Regions from separate parts of the Rattus norvegicus genome. Here region 1 is linked to region 2. A link is a contact called in public Hi-C data. All regions are on one chromosome and are shown on one strand. The core of a region is the stretch at or near the end of the contact, and the rest is flanking DNA. Distances in the headings are between cores, read along the strand shown. Region 1 holds the start of Rnf14 (ring finger protein 14). Region 2 has its middle 16 kb from the start of Arap3.

The links. A called contact is a pair of places that touch in the nucleus more often than the background predicts.
Region 1: a contact with region 2 is called in a Hi-C map of Schwann cells, with 9 times the contacts expected there. The contact joins the promoter of Rnf14 here to the enhancer-like site in region 2. A contact is called at or near these places in 12 of 12 Hi-C or Micro-C datasets (the A7r5 cell line, the Rat2 cell line, Schwann cells and 7 more) and 1 of 1 datasets of contacts at active chromatin or transcription factors (oligodendrocytes).

The regions. Positions count from the first base shown.
Region 1 is chr18:30,380,102-30,385,668 of GRCr8, forward strand. Rnf14 (ring finger protein 14) reads left to right here and starts at 3,744. Exons shown (of 9, transcript NM_001034995.1): 1 at 3,744-3,804. It overlaps LOC120098448 (U6 spliceosomal RNA), which reads left to right and starts at 4,007; the gene lies at 4,007-4,109.
Region 2 is chr18:30,098,033-30,103,704 of GRCr8, forward strand. No RefSeq gene overlaps it. Among named protein-coding and RNA genes, the nearest start is that of Arap3, 16 kb to the left of the region's middle. Within about 2 kb of position 2,324, at least 59 of the 93 cell types and tissues checked have an H3K27ac peak or open chromatin away from gene starts, as enhancers often do. A contact at or near this core is called in the A7r5 cell line, Schwann cells, liver and 1 more, where this site is marked.

The DNA.
Region 1 (5,567 bases), core at 2,494-4,993, 280 kb after region 2:
TTGTTTGTTTAGGAGATAGAGTCTTTTTTTTTTAAGATTTATTTATTGTATATGAGTACACTGTAGCTGTCCTCAGACACCAGAAGAGGGCATCGGATCTCATTATAGATGGTTGTGAGCCACCATGTGGTTGCTGGGATTTGAACTCAGGACCTCTGGAAGAGCAGTCGGTGCTCTTAACCACTGAGCCATCTCTCTAGCCCCCTAGTCTTTTTGTTTTAATTAATTAATTCACCTTACATCCTGATAACAACCCCCTCCCCCGACCTGAAGAGATAGGGTTTTATTCTGTAGCCCATACAAACTGGGATTCATTTCACTATGTAGCACGGGCTAGCCTCAGACGCATAGAAAGCCTCTTACCGGAGTCTCTTAAATGCTGGGATTATAGGCATGTGCCACCAAACCTGGCCTCGTTATGTTGTAAAGTTTGAAGCTAACTTCCATAGGGCCTTCTATTTTGGGACAGAACTGTCTTCCTCCACATTATTTATTGCAGCAAATTCTAATTCTCTCACAGGCTACAGAAGTCAGACCATGAGGAATCTGTCATCACTTTGGCTGTATCCAAAAGATCACTTCTTCCTAGTAACACCATTTCTTCCTTTACAAAACAGGGAGACCATTACCTAAATCATGGGGTCCTGGGCTTTTGAGATAGTGCATATAAAATGCTTAATGAGTAGAGAGTTAGACAAAAGGGAAACGTTAATCTGAAAGCTTAACCAGGCACATGAAACCATGACGGAAAAACCTGCTGTTTCCACGGACTCTGATGACAAAATTTATCAAAAGGTTCTAGCCAATGTTTTTCTCAAAACTATAGTCCAAATCTTTAATTTGCTTTTAATTTCCATCAAATTATTAGCCCTGCTTTGAAATCTTCCTTTCCTCTCAGTGCTGTGCTGTGACCTCTGGTGTGAGGTCATGGCATGATGTCACAATCTACCTCCAGCTCCAACCTTGAGACTCTCTTGAGGTGATTCTTGAACCCCTTTGCTCTTTACATCTGAGAGATCACAAGGTATCTGGTTCTATTGGAGGTTCTCTTTTCTCCCTTCGCATCGTTAAAGGGTATGTAGCTATCCCAGGTTCTCTCACTTAGCTAAGACCTGAAGATTCTTCTATGCTTGGCCTAGAATCCCAGATCTGCAATCTACTTTAGTGGGGTTTCGGGGATGGGGTCCAGGGAGAAGGATACAGAACGAGAACACAGGACCTTAATAGATCATTAGAAGCACACTAACTTGAAGGTTCCCAGGATTAAAACATGTCTGTATTGTTTAAATGTCAAGATGAATGCTCTGTAAGTCCCCTCTTGTTAATCAAGATACAATTCTAAAAAAGTTAACTATTTAAAAAACATAGTCGGTGGTGTCTAATACATCCACCAAATTGTACAGTGGCCACTACTAATTCTACATTGTTCTATTCCTCAAAAATACTAATGGTTACCTCCCATAACCTTCCTGCTAACCATATAAATGGGAAAATACAAAATGTGGCCTTTTGTATCTGACTTCTTTCACTTGGCATAATGTTTTCCGGGTTCATCCATGTTGGGACACGTATTTGTATATTGTTTTTAGTTGCTGAATACTATTCTATTGTTGGATATACCACATTCTGTTCATTCATTGACAAAGTTTTAGTTCTTGTACACATTGCTGCCATGAACGTTTATGACCAAATGTTTATGCAAATATAGTTTTTTTTCTTTTCTTTTCTTTTTTTTTTTTTTTTTTTTTTTGGAGCTGGGGACCGAACCCAGGGCCTTATGCTCGCTAGGCAAGAGCTCTACCACTGAGCTAAATCCCCAACCCCCCAGCCATACTTCTTATAGTATGGGTTGTCTTTTTACTTCCTTAGTAGGGTCCCCTAAAACACAAATATTTCTTTATAAATCTTACGTTTCTTGAAACTACTTCTAGAGTTTTATGGATATGCCTCTCACATTTAAATATCTGGTCCATTTTAGCTAATGTTTGTACTATGCTTTGAAGTAAGAGATGTCATTTTAAATCCGGCTAACTATGTCAATAATCATTTTGGCTTTTAGTAACATATTGAAACCGAGTCTCAATTTCCTATGTAAAAGAGACTAGCAGACAGACCCAGATAATGAGACTTTGGTAAAGAGCAGGAAAATGTACATATAGCTCTAAGCACAGTGCTCGAAGCCTCCAACTGCTCAGTAAATGCAGCAGTTAATAAACGCAGTGAGTTAATGAGTTAAAGGGGAGTGGGGGTGGAGAGATGGCTCAGCGGTTAAGCCCACTGACTCCTCTTCCAGAGGTCTGAATTCAATTCCCAGAAACCACAAGATGGCTTACAAATATCTGTAATAGGATTTGATGCCCTCTTCTGGTTTGTCTGAAGACAAACAATGTATACATAAATAAATATTTTTTTAAAAACATGAGTCATTAAGGGAAACATGGGAAGATGGATGCACCATTCACCTCAAGATGTGAATCCCAAATCTGAGATTGATTGTTAAAGGTGTCTCTGCCCCCAGGTAGACCGTTACTTCAGGTTCACGTTTAGGGATTGGTAAAAACCTGCGTTTCTACAAATTTGAGGGTTTGAAGCTTGTTTGCGCATACGATAGGCGGCGGCTCCTGCAGCGATGGCCACAACCTGTAGAGGGCGCGCAGGAGCCAGATGCGCTCACGGCGGCTGCGCAGAGCACTCCCTACCCCGGCATCCGCCCCTCTCAGCTGACAGCTCTGGAGACGGAAGAGGCGGTTCTCAGGTGGTGCCCGGTGACTGCAGGCCTGGCTGGCTAGCGTGTTGCGAGGGCCCCAGTCAAGGGCATACTGCGGAACTTTCGGGCCCGGCTCAGCTAAGCGGCCGGAAGGTACGGCGGGGAGGCGCTGTGAGCGCGCGAGGCCGAGCCGAGTGGCCGGGCCTGCTCTGTGGACACTCGGCTCCCTGCCCGGGACAGAGCGGGGAGGCCGGCTCCGTGGGCCCTGAGGGTACAGGGCGGGGCGGATGGGCCCTGCGGCTGCCGCACGCCCGGGGAACAGTTCCTCTACGCCATTGCTAGCCCCGGGCCTATAGCCCTGCCTGATCCTGTCGGGTGTTGCTTGGGAGTCGTACAAATACGTCTGCATGGCGATTGGCAGACTGCGGAGAGAGAGACCCAGGCTGACCCCAGCGCTGGAGCCTGCAGGGAGTGGCCGGGAAGATGAATAGGATTTTCCCAAGCTAGGGAAAGCTGGCGGAGGAGGGGCTTCACGTCCTGCTGGAGTGGCTTCCGGTTTGCAACAGTAGCATAATTAAATTTTGTCTGTTTGGTGCTGCCAGGGTTGACTATTGTTCCCGGTTTACAGGTGAAAAAATTACGCATTTTATGCCCAGAGACAGTCCAGAAAAGAGCCCAGGCTGTCATATGTCTACATTGGCTTAAAGAAGTAGTAATAAGACTTGCTTCCCGTGGTTGTGGAGTCTAGCGTCAGTTAGTGCACCGAAAGGGTTTAGCATAATGCCTGGCACCGGTAAGAACTTAATAATTGTTACTGTTCTTACCAGTGTTACTGTGACAACCGTCCCAACTTCCTTCTAGGAGTGGAATGTGACAAAGCGGTCACTGATTCCTGTGGCCCTGGTCCTCCATTCCTGTGCATGCATTTTATTCCAGGTATTTTCTCGATGTCCAGGGCATGGCAAGATGCTAAAATAATAATCAGATGGAAAAGACTTGGGCCTGTTACGTAAAGGGCTATTGCAGGCTAGTAGGAGAGGAAGTGCAAGGTTCGTTTTAAAAGAAGACAGTATCTGTTGGGGAACAACCGTGTGGAGGTGGGTCTTTAGGTGCCCTCAAAGGCCAAGTGGATGGACTCAGGAAGTGAAAGCTAGCAACCTGAATTAAGGGCCACCTGGACCCAGCCTTTTGGTTGAGGTGGGGCCAGGTAGGATAAGTCATAAGGGACTGTCAAAGAGGTGGGTTTTTTTGGAGTAAGGATTATCAGACTGGATCAGTAATTCTTGAAAATCTAGAAGTATGCTCTCTCTGGCAGCACATATACTGAAATTGAGATGATACAGAGATTAGCAAGGCCTTGTGCCAGAATGACTTGCAAATTCCTGAATCGTTCTGTATTTGTGTGTGTGTGTGTGTGTGTGTGTGTGTGTGTGTGTGTGTGTGTGTGATTGTGGGGATAGGTTATGCAATTAGAAAGGAGACCGAGGGAGGAAATAGAGATTATCAGGAAGGGAGGGGGATAATAGAACACATGTGACGTGATTGCAGAAAGGGGAGGGGCTGCTAAAGCGGGATGAGTACAAAAGGGGATGGAGAGAAAGGGGGAGGAATTTTGTTTTCTTTTGAGTTTTTTTGCTTGTTTTGTTTTTGTTTTTTTCAAGAAAGGTTTTCTGGCTGTCCTAGAACTTGCTCTGTAGACCAAGCTGGAACTCAGAGATCTGCCTGCCTCTACCACCTGGGTACTGGGATTAAAGGTATATATATATATGCCTTCACTGCCTGCCTAGGAATTCAAGGCTCAGTGGGAAGGAATCTGAACAAAAGCAAATTATGTATGAAAATGCTGCAATGAAACCTTGTAGTCTGATTTCTAAAAAGTTGTGGGGGGTGGGATGCTAAACCCATTTGTTTTAAAATGTTATCCTACTTTGAGAGTTAATTATGTCACCTGCAAGGTTAATTTATGAGCAAAAGAGAATAAAAGCCAGAAGGGATGGGAAAGAGAAGCCTGACTTGATTGATCTTGAATATGGCTTGGATATTAGGATTTTGTTTTGTTTTTGTTTTGTTTTTTTTTTTTGTTTTTATTTTTCAAGACAGGATTTCTCTGTGTAGTCTTAGCTGTCCTGGAACTTGCTCTGTAGACCAGGCTAGCCTAGAACTCAGAGATCCACCTGCCTCTGTCTCCTCTGAGTGCTGGGATTAAAGGCATGTGCTGCTACCGCCACTCCACCTGGCTACTGGAATTACCAAAGCAGTTTCCTCAGGATTCTGATGTGCAGACAAGAAGGAGAATGCTAACCTAAAACCATGAAGTCAATAAATATATCTCTCGTATCTGAAAATCCTTTGTTTACAATGAAACAAAAGGCTTAATCTTATCCTCACCATGTGCTACTTTCTGGTCAGACTGTTGAAGATTCAGTAAGGTAATGTGATCGGACTCAGTACCATACACATTTGGTGCTCTATAAGCATAAATTAATTATCATATGACTTATTTGGAAATCATTTCTGAGAATATGGTTTAAAAATTAAAGTTTTATGTAACATTTTTGCACATAATTCAGGATGTTCCTCACATTCCGTAACCCACCTATGGATCACACTTCTGTAAAACTAAACTTCAATTTAGAGGTCACTCTCCCACTGAGCTACATTCCCTCAGTCATGGAGGTCTGGCTGTAAACCCTGAGTACCTCTTTCAAGCTTATGTGTATGTACGTATGCCTTTGTTCTGTTTTAAAATGTCATCCTACCTTCAGAGCTAACTGTCACTTTTGAGGCTAATTTATGGGCAGGTGAGAATAAAAGTAAGAGGGGATGGGAAATGAAGGAACGGAAGTAGAAGAGGGAGGGA
Region 2 (5,672 bases), core at 1,074-3,573:
ATAAGAGAACACTGTTGCTCTCTTCAGACACACCAGAAGAGGGCATCAGATCCCATTACAGATGGTTCTGAGCCACCATGTGGTTGCTGGGAATTGAACTCAGAACCTCTGGAAGAGCAGTCAGTGCTCTTAACTATTGAGTCTTTTTCCAGCCATATCCCCCTCCTCTTTTTTTTTCTTTTAATAACCCAACTGAGTTCAATTAGCGATGCCTGCATATGCTCAGGCTACCTCCCAGCTGCTACACTTCCAAGAAAAAATGACTTCCCCTCCCTAGCAGTTGCCAATAGTTCCCAGCTAAGGGCAAGGTGTCACATCCTTCCCCTAAGGGCCTACAATCTCTGTATAGAAAGGATCAAGTGCTGTTTAGAATATATCAGAAGCGCCTCAGAGCCCAGCCATACATGTATCATGTTCCTGCCATCCTCTTCCCTGAGTGACCCAAGGCCTGCCCTCCTATTCCCCTTTGCTGGCTGCTTCTTGGTCATGAGGATACATTGGAGTTAGGATGATGAGCTTGTTACTAACCACCTCACTACCTCACACCAAATAATGAACCTAAGTCCTAAAGTATCCTGAAACTATAAAAGTCTTACATGGCCTCATCTTGAACCTTCTGTCTATCTGTCTGTCTGTTTTGCTTTTTTGAGCAAAGGTTTCACTATGTAGCCCTGGCTGGCCTTGAACTCAGAGAGATCCACATGCCTCTTGAGTGCTGGGATAAAAGGCATGTGCCACATATCTTCTTTGATAGGAGCACCATAGACAAACAAGATGAGTCCAAAGCTGGAGAAAGCACTGGCTTTTATTAAGGACAAATCATTTTCCTCTCCAGGGTTAAAGAGAGGCTTCAGTGCAGCCAACCTTCCCCCTGAGGCCTGAGTGGCACTGGTGTTAGCTAAAGGCAAGCAGAGTCAAGGAAGTGAAACTCAGCCTGGGGGAAGGTGGCTGAGCACCGTACTTGTACAGCTCCAGTCCCTAGCACCTGGACCTCTCTCTGAGTGGCAGAGATGCTCACTCTGCATTACATCATTCTGCCTCTTTGTCGGGAAGCTTCTGGCCGCAGGTGCTGCAAAGGGGTTTACTTGAGACCCAGAGCTTTGCACATTCAGTGCACACCCCCAAGTTTCCATCTCTGTCACTGACTCTTGGCCTTAAGAATCAGCCTCTTGCCAGGTGGTGGTGGCACACATCTTTAGTCTGAACATTTGAGGAAAGCAGACAGATCTCAGAGTTCAAGGTCAGCCTGTTCTACAGAGGGAGTTCCAGGACAGCAAAGTCTACATAGAGAGACCCTATCTCAAAAAAACAAACAAACAAACAACAACAACAACAACAACAACAACAACAACAAGGGAATCAGGTTCCAATCCAACCAAACACTCCATCCTTTATTTCCTAGGAGTCAAGGAATAGCCACACTTCTTCCACTTTTGTGGAGAAAAAGCTGCTGCCTGGGACCACTGCTCTGTGCTTCCACCTCCCTCAGCCACTGTCCTTCCCACTGCCCAGCAGTGGCAGCAGTCGCCTTCCAACCCACCAGCAAAGCATACACTCAACCTCTGGAGTCAGGCCGGTGTTTCTTCCTTAACTATCAAGTGGCCACAGGGACTCTAAGAAGGCTCCTTGGTATCTGCTCCCGTTCAAAGGTTTTTACTTCTTTTTACTTCTGACTCGTTGGGAATTGACCCCTCACCTATAGCCCCTGACCTCCTTTCACACTCTAGCCAGTTCTCTCCAGATAGGAGCAGGTTAGAGTACTGTGTTCCCAAGGCCTTGATACCCCCTCCCCCCGTACTCATAAACAAATGGTCACCAGTCTTGCTGATGAAATACCCCTCGAGTGTGGCCATTGTGCTGAAAGCTGGGCCAGCACCAGGGTGGAGAAAGAGGGGGGCATAAGAGGCAGGAGTACAGATTTCCAGGAAGTCTCAAGGTTATGCAGTTCTCAAGCCTTAAATGTTATTCCCCGGGCCGTTCCAATAAGCGTGTCACCTGTACCATATCCGTTCATTCTCACAAGCAAATATTATCACCCCCTCCCCCACTGTATAAGGAAACCGAATGAGGTCAATTTTCCAAGGTCACTCTGTTGAGATTGACATAGCTATGTTTTTCTCACTTTCCACAATTAAGCTGTATGAGTCTCGTGATCCTCTAGACTATTTCAAATTCCCAGGGCCTCTTTGACCGGGTTCCACTGTATATACCTGTAGAAACAGGCAAAAAGGCAGGCATTTCTTGGAGATAGCTGCAGGAAGGGGCTGTGACCAAGAAGGCGCATTTCCGTGCATGTCCACGAGATGGTGCTGTTATACCGAGCCACTGACCTCCGCCGGCCAGTGGGCGCCTCCTCCCCTCTCCCCCGAGGCTGAGGCGTTGTGCAAAGCCCTACCCGCTACCACTAGCGAAGGTCCCCAGCCTTCCTCCACTCTTCCAGATTTCTGCATTCCCCGCGCACGCCCTTTCCTGCTGTGCCCAGTAGTTAGATATCGACTAGGGGTGATGAGGCTTCCTTGAGGGCACTTGGGAGAGCCTCCATCTTTCCTGTTGAAACTGTCTTGACAGTACCCTGTGCCTCCCAGAACCTCAGCGCTCTGCCTGTTCCCTCGTTTCCTTCTTGAATTCCCAAGGCCCTCCCTGTCACTCCCACCCTCTCCGTTTTCTGCCAGTCTTCAGAGGCAGGGACCATTAAGACCGATTCCACAGATTTGGTGATGCAAATGTATGCAAATACATGCAAATCGCCATGTAAAGGAGGCTTGCCACTGTGGTTCTAAGTGGCTGTCACAGCTTCTCTGACACCTGTTCTGAGACAGCTGCCCTGCCCCCTCCTGCTCATGTGTCTATCTGCCTTTTGCCCGTCCCCACCCGCGCGCGCGCGCACACACACACACACACACACACACACACACACACACACACACGACTCTGGTTTCTGGTCTTTCTCCAGGGACCTACGCTGACTTCTGGTCACCAAGGAGTCCTTTGGCCTCTCCAAACACCTTAGAGGATATAAGGAGGGAAGGACCACGATACTGTACACCGACTGGCAGCTGTTAAATTCACCATTTCCTGGCTGAGTGACCTTGAAAAAGAAGTTTAATTTCCCTGTGCCTCAGTTTCATCATCAGTACAATGGGATTAATGATGGCACTCTGCAGTCTGGAGTTTCATGCTATTATAAGTATGCCAATGCTCAACACACTGCCTTAAAACACAGGAAGCATGAAACTGTTAATATTTCGATTCTTGCTGGCCTTGTGGGTCATTGCACGGTCAGGACTTGGAGAAAGATTTACAGACGGACACAGCTCGGGCATGTGCATGAGTGGGTTCCTGTCTGTGCGTGCACACATGAGCATACAGACAGCTGACAGCTTCACACACTGACAGGCGCACGCGCGGGTACACACATTCAGAAACACACACAGGAGGAGGCTGTGGGAGGTGGAATCTGAGTCATCGAGACCAGAGCTGTGGGTGGTGCTTTTGTCCTGATTTCCGGGGCTCGGTGCTCCATTTCGAAATGGAGGAAATGTTTGGAAGATGGCAGAGCTATCTCAACAGTAAAGAACCCTTTCCTTCATGACTTTTTCCCCAGGCTCACTGTTCTTCTGTTCCAACCCAGCTCAGTGTCATCCGGGCTCTTCCCACTGCCCCTGCCTCACTCCACTGGGTCCCAGTAGGAAGGACAGGACAGCTCATGGGGGTGACGTCAGAGCAGGTGGGCCTGCCCCAGCTCCTCCCTGGAGAAGGAGCTGGATGGTCCTGTTGGGGAGGGCGTGTAGAAGCACATGGCATAGTGGCTAAGGTAATCCTCCTGCATTAAGGGAGGAGCTGATCCAGGTTTAAGTCCTGCCTCTGCCTCTGTGGCTGCAGTAGAAGGAAGCTAGTCATACCTAAGTCACTGGGGCTCCTGTGACTTTCCAATGACATCATGGACATGGACATATGTTTTCTTCAGTGTGATGCACTTAGCACGGAATGACACTGAGGGACAGAGTACATTGTGTAGCTCTGTCCTGGCAGTCAGTTTCCTCCCTTTCCACCAAGCTGCCCCGGTCCTACACCATGAAGCCTGGGGAAGAGAGAAGGTGCTCAGGGCCCCTCAGGGACCATCCCATAGCTGGGTGTGGCAGGGCTGACAACAGGCCCTGCATTGTCCAGCTCTTCTCTCTGACTGGAAGATGACTGAGTCGAAACCTTATCAAAAGAGAAAGAAGGACTCTACTGCTTGCCATGTACCTACTGTGTGCTAGGGGCTATGCCAGGAGCTGTCCACATGAGCTCCATGTTCTCCCAAAGCTTGGGATGTAATAGATCCCAGCATCCTTTGTCTACAAGAGGACAAGAAACAGAACTGCTAGCCCAGACACAGTCTGTACTTAGAAATAGTAGGGGTCTGAGCAGCCCCATTCCCTGTCTTCTCTTTCTACTACCCTCATTGGCTTTGACAAGTCTGGGTGGGACCTGGGAACACAGTACCAGGACACCTTTAGCTTCTCCTGAAGGTGTCCAGTTCTGTGAGGCCTTAGTTAGGACAGGGTCTGATTGTCAGGTCAGTCTCTTGTGAGCCTGAGGACAACAGTAGAGCTGATATGAGCTAGTTAATCCGTGGAAAATATCCCCAGATGTATGCACTTGGCTTCCAGCCCAGGGACAGTGACATCAGGGAAGGGTCTCAGGTGCAAGGGACACAGGTGCATGGAGGCGGGGGTGGAGTAGGGGCAGCCTAGACACCTGCTGAAGGCTCAAGCCAGTGCCGGTAAGTGGGTGGGCAGGGAGGGGGTAAGCAGCAGATGGACAGGGCTGGGTGGGGGGCAGGGATGCTGAATCAACTCTGCAGCCCAAGGTGACTGGGAACCTGCATGGAAGCACTGAGTGTGAAGGAGAAGCAAGGGGAAAAGAGAGCCACAGGGAGGGAACACCGAGGCAGCCAAGGCCAAAGACAGGGGCTGTGGTCGACAGAACACGGTGTGAGATGCTAGGGTCAAAGAGCATGGGCTCTTATCTTAACTTCACTACTTCCGTGCTATGTGGCTAAAGACGAAAGCTGTCCTTTAGTTCCCTCAGTTGTGAAGAGAGAACAGTCAGTGTCTAACCCCTGAGCCTCTGCTCCTCCCCCAAGGAACTTAAACTTTATCTAGGCAACCAGCCACAGGACTTCAATCACTGCTGAGGCCAGGAAGGGCCTCCACGGTAGGTCCCAGGGGCCAGTTTCTACTCCAGCCAGCACTCTCTCTTTCTCTCTCTCTCTCTCTCTCTCTCTCTCTCTCTCTCTCTCTCTCTCTCAGTTGTGTGTGTGTGTATGTGTGTGTGTGTGTGTGTGTGTGTGTGTGTGTGTGTGTGTGTTTGTATATTTCTCCCTAAGCTGTGGTTACCTTTTTCTCTGGACCAGGTCTGTGGCCCTGTCTTGTTTATTGGCTAAGCACTTAGCACACGGTAGGTGCTTCTAGAATGTTCACTGAAAAGATGGCTAGTGTGTCAAGTACCAGTGTGGCTGGTACATTGCTGACTAATCGCCTCATGGCTGATTTCTGGTTGGCAGATATTTCTAGAGAAAGAAGGTCCAGGCTCTACCCTTGGGACCTCCCAGAGCAGTGGGTGGAGGTCCTAAAGTGACAGTGTTACTGAGGTGACTGCAGGGACATCTGCAAACCAAGACCGAC